Regions from separate parts of the Drosophila melanogaster genome. Here region 1 is linked to region 2. Evidence: chromatin contacts called from public Hi-C data. All regions are on one chromosome and are shown on one strand. The core of a region is the stretch at or near the end of the contact, and the rest is flanking DNA. Distances in the headings are between cores, read along the strand shown. Region 1 holds the start of sp3 (spermathreecae). Region 2 holds the start of lncRNA:Hsromega (Heat shock RNA omega).

What was found. Hi-C and Micro-C count contacts between places; a contact is called where the count stands out from the background.
Region 1: a Hi-C map of the Kc167 cell line shows a contact between it and region 2, with 1.9 times the contacts expected there. A contact is called at or near these places in 2 of 107 Hi-C or Micro-C datasets (the Kc167 cell line and the S2 cell line).

The regions. Positions count from the first base shown.
Region 1 is chr3R:21,518,516-21,523,726 of dm6, forward strand. sp3 (spermathreecae) reads left to right here and starts at 2,413. Exons shown (of 11, transcript NM_001170204.2): 1 at 2,413-2,637; 2 at 4,289-4,517; 3 at 4,573-4,993; 4 at 5,052-5,173. The coding sequence starts at 2,541.
Region 2 is chr3R:21,294,458-21,299,067 of dm6, forward strand. It overlaps lncRNA:Hsromega (Heat shock RNA omega), which reads left to right and starts at 2,164. Exons shown (of 1, transcript NR_074035.1): 1 at 2,164-4,610.

The DNA.
Region 1 (5,211 bases), core at 1,163-3,662, 220 kb after region 2:
CGATGACACCTACACTCGATGGCACTCAGCGACCCGACAGACTGGCAACTGGAGTTCCGCAGCTGACAGTGGCCTGGGAAAAGTCGCAATCGGCGGTCGACCGGCAATTCGAATTGCATTTTAATGCAATTACAAGGACGTCAATCTGCCCAATCCGCCCACTTCGCCCACTCCCAGTGGGAGTGGACACTTTACACCCCGAAGGCCCACTTGACAGAGACAATAAACAGAGGCAGAGTGCAGTCGCTCTGTTGAAATATGTCCTGCGTCCTTAAATTCACTTCTATTTGTGTGCACTGGCCGAGGGCGGGTGGGCAGAGGGCAGAGGCAGTCATTGCTGCTGTCGCAGATTAAAAGATATAAATTCATATTCCCCAAGCACCAGGCAAAAGGACCTCGAGCGCGTGTCCTGGTCCCTGCCTACCGCCCTCCCTCCCCGAGGATCGATTAGCTCGTTTGCAATTCAATTTGAAGCACAGAATTCGCCGTGTTTTCTGCGTGACTGTGTCATATATCTTTTTTATGAATGGATTCCGTGAATGATGAGCCGGCTTAGCCGGATGGCAGGGCGTTTGATTTGCCTGATCCGCCACTTGCGACTGTCCGATGCCGTGGCAGGCAGCCGTATTCCGGGTGGCAGGTGCATCCAGCCACCAGCACTCGGCACTCACCGGCCAACTAACAACTATCGCCGTGCCACTTACGGTAATTAACTGCGAGATGCTGAGCGCCGTTCGTCAGTTCCTCAGCCATAACCTCATCGGCGTGTCCTGTCCCGTGCCTTCATCCCCGTCGGAATGAAGGCAGCTCAAAGGACCAGGAGTCGCATAAAAACGTGCCTACATTGTTTTCTCATCAAGGCGCACAACATTTGTCATAAATGCGCAACGCTGGCCCCGTCCCCATAGTAATTTGATTGGGCCATTTACAAGATGAGCACCAGGATCTGCATGTTCCCCAAATTGATTTGTGCTCTTTTAATGTCCTGCGCTTTATTAAAAGAATTGTTTTTCCAGAAATCAGCTTGCAATGGGGAAGGGAATATGAAATATGGTTTTATCAGAACATCTTGAAACGAGACTTTACCAAATCGATTTTCACCATCCCCAAACTGGGGGCTTCAACCCGTTTTAACGGCTGCCATAATCGCACCCAGCCGCAAACTGACGGGAAAAAGTTGATTGATGATAATGACCCAAATTCGTAAATAAACGATAGCATCGTTATTATCATTGCATCTGACTTGTAGCCATTTTTTCAAGGCTTTTTAAGGAACGCACAAAGCTTTTCGATAGTAATTACATATAAAATTTTAAATATGTTAGATTGCACGGATGGGATCGTATATGTAGGTTAAACTAAAAATTCACGGTTGTATGATTTTTAGATTCAATACTGCCTCACGCATCTTTTTCATCAAGGTACTATATAGTTTCTAAGAACAAACTGGACCATCTAAACCAAAACTTGAAAGCCATATTGCAGTAGTCATGTAATCGCATATATAAAATATGTATGTTTATATATTTAATGCAAAGAGATGTTGCGTGCGGTAGATTTTAAATGTTTGCTCTCTTTTTATGAATATTTAAAATGGCATATATCTGTGTGACTATGTCTAGATGAAAACGCTACTCCTTGCTATACTGACCACTACTCTTTAAAAGCTTAACTGAAACTTGCTATACTGACCACTACTATCTAAAAGCTTAACACAGATTATTTAAACATTTTCTTATTTTAACTTGGTAATTATTATTTTACTAAATAATATTTAGACCTCGTAAATAAGTAATCAAAAATGTATATAGTGGCGCCATCGGAAACTAAAGTCGGCCGCTACCAGAATAGTAGTTCGGAAGTAGACCGTAAAGGTGGAGCCACTATACATGAAATGCTCAGCGGAGTTTTTGTTCAAATTTGTGTAGAAATAGGATAGAAATGCGGACCATGTAGAATCCAAATAGCAGCTGTGGAGATACTGAAAAATAATGCCGATTAACCAAACACGTTATTTTTAAATATTCTTCTTATTAAGTTAGTACTTATGTATTATCATGAGCCAAAATATGTTAAAAAATCTTAGTTAATTAAGTAATCGAACCTTTTTAGTGTACTGCTTTTTCTATTAATATTAAAAGATATATTAGAAGTATTCCTGTTCTTGATCAAGACCTCTGAAAGTCTCGAGAACTAAAATGCCTAAAAAGTTTAAGTACGTTGTGTAAGTTTGTACTAGAGAAATATTGGAGCCAAAGACAATGTTCTTACTTTATAAAATAACTGATAGATATTATTCTTATCAATGTCGACCAATTTGAAATGAAAGTAATCGGGCAATCGAGAAATCGTGGTAGCCACCATCGATAGTACATGTACCTACAAATGGTACATGGGTTTTTGTCCCATCCGCAGTCTGGTCACATCGGTCATGTCACAAATTTCGTAAACAAAAGAATCGCGAAATTGCTAGTAATAGTTTTCACTGACTTGGTCTGCTGGTCGGGTAATGTCACAAAAGTAGAGTAGAAAATCCAGCCATGGAGGTGTTCCAGACCGACTCGCACTATATCTTCGTGAAGCGGGACAAGAGTTTGTGGTGGCACCGAAGGACGTCTGAGTTCTCCATAAAAGCAGGTAAATTACAGGTCTCTAAACACAATTGACTCAAATGAATCGCATCGTATTTGTGTGGGTGTCGCAATGTTCATCGTTTATTTAATAATCGGAGGTCAATATTGCTACAAAGTTCATTCAGATAAGTGGATGTATCATACGCTTAAAATGAGCAATTGAGCGACTTCCTGAAAATGGTCATTTGTTTTCAGTGTGTATGTGTCACACACTGCGACGTTTTTAGATATTTCAAGGACGCAAGCCTTAAAAGATTCATCGGTCATGAATAATCCCGGAAAGCGGGTTTCTCCAGAACCCCATCTAATCGAATTACTAATTCAGTTCAATCTCGAAATTTGGCAGTAGCTGGTTGACAGCTCAATGCTTTTCAAGTTTGATTCATTGCATTTCATTCCATTAACTAAAAACTTCGTTTCGCCTAAACTTATTATTCCCCATCGAGTTGACATCCTGCTGTTCCTATAACTTAAACAATCAACAGTCGACAATGCGTCTGCAACCGTTAATTGCGTGTTTAGTGCGCAGCAATTACATTTGGATCAATTTGGCGACACGCAACTTGCCTCTATTAACGGACTGTATTGGGATACAAGTCTTCGGATTCCAGGTCCTTGGGGATGGTCACAGTTTGTTTGGCATGACTCATCCGCCGCGTGACCCCTGACCCATACGCAGCCCATAAATCTTTGCCAAGGTCACAGCAGCTGCTCCGCCCGTCAAATTTCATTGTTTGTTGAAAAGCGTGTGTGCTCACGATGAAAAGTGTTTTGCCACCAAAATCAACTTGGTCTAATTTATAAGGGCCACACTTCCATATCGATGTTTAGGGCCAGCAGAGGAAAGCGTAAATTATGGGTTCCAGACAGTTTCCGGCGCTATCTCATTTGGGAGAACCAGATAAACTTGACTGCAAGATAAGATTATGAAGGGGTCTCGCAGCAAGTCGCTTTAAAATGCATGAGCAACTTTTAAACGTGCCACATATAAAAGAATTCCAAGGATGCACGTATCCGGCACGTAAAGTGCAATTGCATATTGCTGTTTTTAGCTGCAGCAGTGGGCTGTGTGGGTGCCTTTCAGATTCGCTGCACAGTAATGAGCGGTTGTAAACCCAAGGGGAAATCATTCCACACGCAACGCCCCAGATGCAAATGTGTAACCTGAAATTACAGGCTTTGTCACTTAAGGGCAGTCCTCATTAGTCGGCGGTCAATATTCGTGCTCACCCAACGAGTAATGCTCTAGTTATTTGTATAAGCTTTGCCAGTTGTTTATTCTGAGAGATTGTTTTATTCAGGGGGCGTACGCTAATCAAATCCCAATAAACCCTAACGAGCAAAAACATGGTCATTAGGCAGATGACATACCTACAAATCATTCATAAAATTGTCGGACAATTTATTCTGACATTTTTGTATTCGGACTTTGGGAAGGAGATTAGGGATCACTGCAATCTTATTGAATCAATACATATGTGCATATTTAGTTACAAAATATGGGATTTTCCATTAAATTAACCACTATTAACCATTATTAATACGTTAAAACCTTTGAGACTTGTTTAAACGGATTATAAGTTTCAAATTTGAATTCCTATAATTTCAGTAATAAAAAGTTGAGTTGTAATGCCTTGAGTATATTTTATTTCCAGGATGGGATCTCAGTTCTGTGGACGACATAGAATGCATTGGCGTGACACACGGAATTGTTGGTGTAATCTCACTGCCCAATGTCTATGAACCCCATTTAGTTGTGGTAAAGGAGGCTTCGGCAGTGGGCGTTCTATATCCACCACACTTGGTGTACAAAATCAAGTCGATATGCATTCTGAGTGCCGACGATCCGGACACCGATTTGCCCAATTGCACCAAGCACACCAAGTGAGTTTATACAACAGGTTATGTTCCTTAGTAATTCATTTATATTTTTAACCAGGAGCAACCAGTCCACGCCCACCCACAGCGTCTCCACCTCCAACAACAACAATGCCAGCGTTCCGTCGAGCGGCGGAGGCTCCTCAAAGAGCACCAAACTATTCGAAGGCATGAACAAGACGTGGGGCGCCGTAAAGAGTGCAGGCAACACTATTAAGAATACTACCCAGCAAGCTGCGAATTTGGCCACCAAGCAGGTTAAGTCATCTGTGGGCATTCGGGAGCCCAGGCATATTGAACGCCGCATAACGGAGGAATTACACAAGATATTCGACGAGACGGACAGCTTTTATTTCAGCTTCGACTGCGATATCACCAACAATCTGCAGCGCCATGAGGCCAAATCGGAGGAAAGTCAGTCTCAGCCGGATGAGAGATTCTTTTGGAACAAGCATATGATAAGAGATTTGATTAACTTGAATGTATGTGTTTCGAAAATTCGTGCCCCTGGCTTAAAATACTAAACCGCTTTATTCGCAGGACAAAACTTGGATACTCCCCATCATTCAGGGATTCATGCAAGTTGAAAATTGTGTCATAGGCAATGAATGCTTCACCTTGGCCTTGGTTTCGCGAAGATCGCGTCATCGTGCGGGAACACGGTAATACTTTTTAGCTTACCGGATCCAATTAATTTATT
Region 2 (4,610 bases), core at 914-3,413:
TGTTTCCTCGAACCATCTCATGCCATCTCAAACACACACCTCCAGTTGGGTGTGGGATTCGTAATCATCATATGCTCATTTTGGGTCCTCCATCATAAATATGTTTATTGTGCCATTTGACTTCTGGCTATTGTTTGTTGCGTGTGTCAGCCTGCGGCAGGAAACAAAACAAACCGAAACGAAACGAACCGAACCAAAGCAAACCATACAGAGAGCAACAAGAGGGGCACACGGCGTATACGCAATTTCCGAGCTGCCTCCATTATGCTGCCGCTTTTGTTGCTCGTGTCAATTGCTTTTGTCCGTCCGTTTGTTTATGATTATGTGCCTTTTCCTTGCAATTGTTGCCTGTGCAACTTGGCTTAATGGCGGGTCAGGAAGATGCTTCCGCCTCGTTATGGACATTGCTTAAGCTGGGTCGGCAATTAAATCTCTGTCCACCGATACAAAATAATCCAAACTTTGCATACTTTTTGTTTGAAGTTTAATGACAGTTTTCAAGTTTCGCCGCTCAGCTCGTTAGAGTTTAGTTGGCGCTCAAAACTGAGCACTCTGTTGCTCAAGGATGTGCTGAAATCACTCACAGTGCCACTCACTCATTCACCCACCCACGTCAGTCTTTCGGAGGGAGTAGGTATCTACCCATCCCGAGGTCGATTGAGCGCAGGATGCGCGTGCGTTTGCAACAGCTGGCTTTCCTGCTCAGCCAGCGGCCAAAGGTTCAAAAACCTTGTGTTTGGTTCAGCACTCGCAAACATTTGGACACTCGCCAGGCTACACTGAACGCATTCGGGGGTGGTTTTTGCCCAACCGTACCATTCTCTCCGAACAATAGAACATTGTGAGGGTTTCAATGCTCGAGTAGGTAGATGTTTGCCTACCCGGATTAGGATAGGTATAAAAATAAACTCTCAATATATTCCGAAAAGTACTTTGAAGAGCTATTTATATACCTAATTAAGTAACTAATAATTAGATTGAAGAAACCTAATGGAAGGTTTTTTGTAAACTTTATTTGAAAACAACCATCTGACTAGGAAAAGAGACGGACAATGTTATATCGATTTCGTCCATTATTTCCATTAATATTTTTTCATATTTTTATTATTCCGTTTTTTATATCGTTTTGACAAGAAAAAATGTTGCCAACACCTACAAGCCAGCCAAAACTGTCACGGCCACACTTTTGAACAATTTTTAATTTCTTATCATTTTATTAATTTTGTTCGCCAGTTTCTACCGATATTACTAAAAAAATTGAATTTACTTGCTGAGTAACGGGTATCTCATAGTTGGAAAACTCGATTATAGAACTCTCTCTTGTTTTTAAATGTCTGTCATTATCGATAAGCGTGGGTATTTTATTTTACAATACGGCGCCATAATTGACATCTACAACTGTGTTCTTTATTGGTACTACTGGGTTGACATCGGGTTTTTACATGTATCTTACATTGGAAAACTACGTACGCATTAGATAAATGTTTGCCTTGTTTTAACTAAACTTATATGCATTTTAATGAAAACGATATTTCTATAAAATGTAACCAAATTTGTGTGTTTTAATTTTTATTTATTTCTTCACGACGAAATTAATCGATATTCTTTCGTTAAATTCGGCATGGAAAAAGCAACCCTGTGAATCAATAAAAAAAAGCATGCGGTCCCTCTCTCGAAAACTGAACATTATTTGTCTCCTTCTGGATATTTCCATTCTACACTAATCAACAAGAATTGCTTTATTTTTTTCGAAAGCGATGTACATTTGTACATAATATATATATTTTTTCCGCATTTGTTTATTGTAACCACATAGCTTTAGAGCAGTAATTAAAGCATAAGAAAGAATATCGCTGAAGCACGAAATTCTTAGACATTATATGTGTGCATATTCAGATTTGGTTAGTATGTGCAGTAGTTTCCAGAACACAAGAGAAAAATCCATATGTATGTGCTTAACCGGCTTACCCACCTTTCTCACGAAATGAGGGTAGTTTTTGTAGCACAGTGATGTAGACACTCGTGAGAAACCGTAGGAGCACGTATACGATGTATGTATATAGTGTACTCGCTCCAACCCCAATGCCGCAGACCCGAGAGACAGGCAGATTTTTCCCGAACCCAGCGGTTGGGTATAAATAGAGCCGCCTCAGTCCGGTCACGTCACTCTCAAATGAAAAGTGTTCAAGTGCATTCAAAGTGAAGCTGAAAAAATAACCAGTTAAAAATAGTACAAAGAAATTTTCTTTCTTGCAATTTGCAAGCAGTAGCTACAACCAAAAATGGAAAAGTGTAAAAATCGTGTCCCAGCAGACGAGCAGCAGCAGTACGAGTATTGCAAAATGCAGGGGCAAGGGCCCACGTAGTATTTTTCCACGTCGGGCATTTAATGCTCTCGAGTTGGAAACAATGAAACCATACGCAAACCCCCTGGAAAAGATGTGATTAGTCATCGATTTTGCTGGTCAGCGTCGGGGAATTTCGCAATGCAGCAGGCAGTTTTCTCAAATTTGGCTAGAAAGTGACCCACTAGGCAGTCTGAGGCAGTTATCCAGGATGTAAGGATGTGTGCAGTACTCTCTGTGTCGAATGGCGATGGCCCTGACCTGCGGATTTTGAAAGATTGAAATAGGAAGCCAGGTATACATACACAGCAACGAATGCAGCGTGTTCTATATTCTTAATTCGTAAGCCAAACCTATGTTTAAGACGTAGTTTATATAACCGTACATATGTATGTAGCGAAACACGTTTTCAAACGTCGCATCGAAGCCATTTCTTCTGCAGCCATTGCAATTTCATCGTGTTGCGTAATCGCAAATTGTAAATGTGTCCCTACTACTTCACATTTGTGTGTATCCAAGTCGAAAGTTCTCGAACTATTCTCGTGAGCAACCCCCGGATCGAAAGGCCACCAACTGGCTCGTTCTCTCTCTCCAGAAACAGCTTACTCTTACGTTTACAATTGACTCTCTACCTATCGGGTATACACATTTTTATATATGTATACACTCAGAGACACCCCAATCCCCCACCATACATATGGCGAGATGTGTGAATGTATCGCAGTTGGACGAAAACGGCAGCTGCGCAGAAAACGCTGCGGCGTACATACAAACGAGCTCTTTGTTTGCCTTTCCCCAGTTTTGCTTCCCCATACGTATAACTGGTGTTTATCAGCGGTAATCTCGCCAGCCTGACTTTGTCCCTGTCGCTTCTATTGACATTCTAAACTAGATTGTAGACGTTTTAACATTTACCTAGCTGTTAATCTTATTTGTAAACATCTCTATATGCAACCTGCCATACCACTTAACCAAGCAATATGTATTTCTTTCTCTAAACTTTATAGTTGGGCGTTGAAAGTTGATATCGATATCGATCCGTGAAAAGTCGATACCCTGCGCAAGCATGGGGCGGCATATGGGTGCTGAAAACGCACTCGGCCCGATCCCGATTGCAGCGTTATTCGAAAGCTGTGTCTGCGACCGTGACTGAGATCATATGCGTACATATATCTAATGTCCGGGGTCGTAGGCCAGCCAGGGTGCTCGATTCTGTCAGATTGATTGTGCGGATTGTGTTATAGGAACACTGGTGTATCGACTTCTCTGCTCCACTATGGGTGAAGGATACCCTACCGAAAAGGCCTTCTGTCGCTTACTATCATCGAACAAGTTCCGTAAAGGGCAGACATACGTACACGTGGCAGCATATTACGTTCAATGACACATCGTCTCTGGATTAGTAGTTGAACCAACGAGCTCGAATATACCCTGCCAGTTGGTTGTAAATATTAATTTTGTTCTTATATTCAGTTGTAAAGTCAATACGGAAGACATTTCCACACCAACCATGTGTCACTTATGTTCTTAAATACCAGAAACTGTTTAAATTTTTGTTCTTATACACTTCACCAATTAAGAATTACCTGTACTGATGTAAGTGTACCTGTTGAATCACAACAAAAATAGAAAAAATGAATAACAAAAGAGCTCTATAACAGAAAAGCCACAGAAAAAGTGAATAAAAATTCAAAAATTCAAAAAATAAATTTCGAAACATTTGCTCGTGATATTTTTATTTCAAGAAAAGATCCGATTTCAGTTATACCATCTAGCTTAAATTTAGCGTTACGAGAATAGTCCCTCGGAGGAAAGGCCCTTTATCAAGATGCCAATATCGTTCGTCCTATACACAAATTACTCACGTTATGAAACCAAGTCGAAAAATCGGACAAAGTGTCTACAATTGAGGAAAGGTCTATTGATCTCCTGTGAGCGCAAAAAGTTTGTATTCGAACGAGAATTTTAAGGTTTAAAATCAGCTGAAAAGTACGTATATTCCGCATTTATTTTTCTCCACATTTTTAGGATCAGAACATCAGAACTATATTTTTTTGGAAAAATCAACGGATATTATTTTGTTTGGAGGTCCCAAATTCTATACACCTTCACACATATTTTTGCATACAAAAAAACCTAAAAATAATATTATTGAATGGCAAAAAAAACCATTTATAACATGAAAATTACTCGAAGTACTTCAATTTAATTACCGAACCAAAATATATACACGTACGACTCGTGTTGGACGAGATTACATTAAGA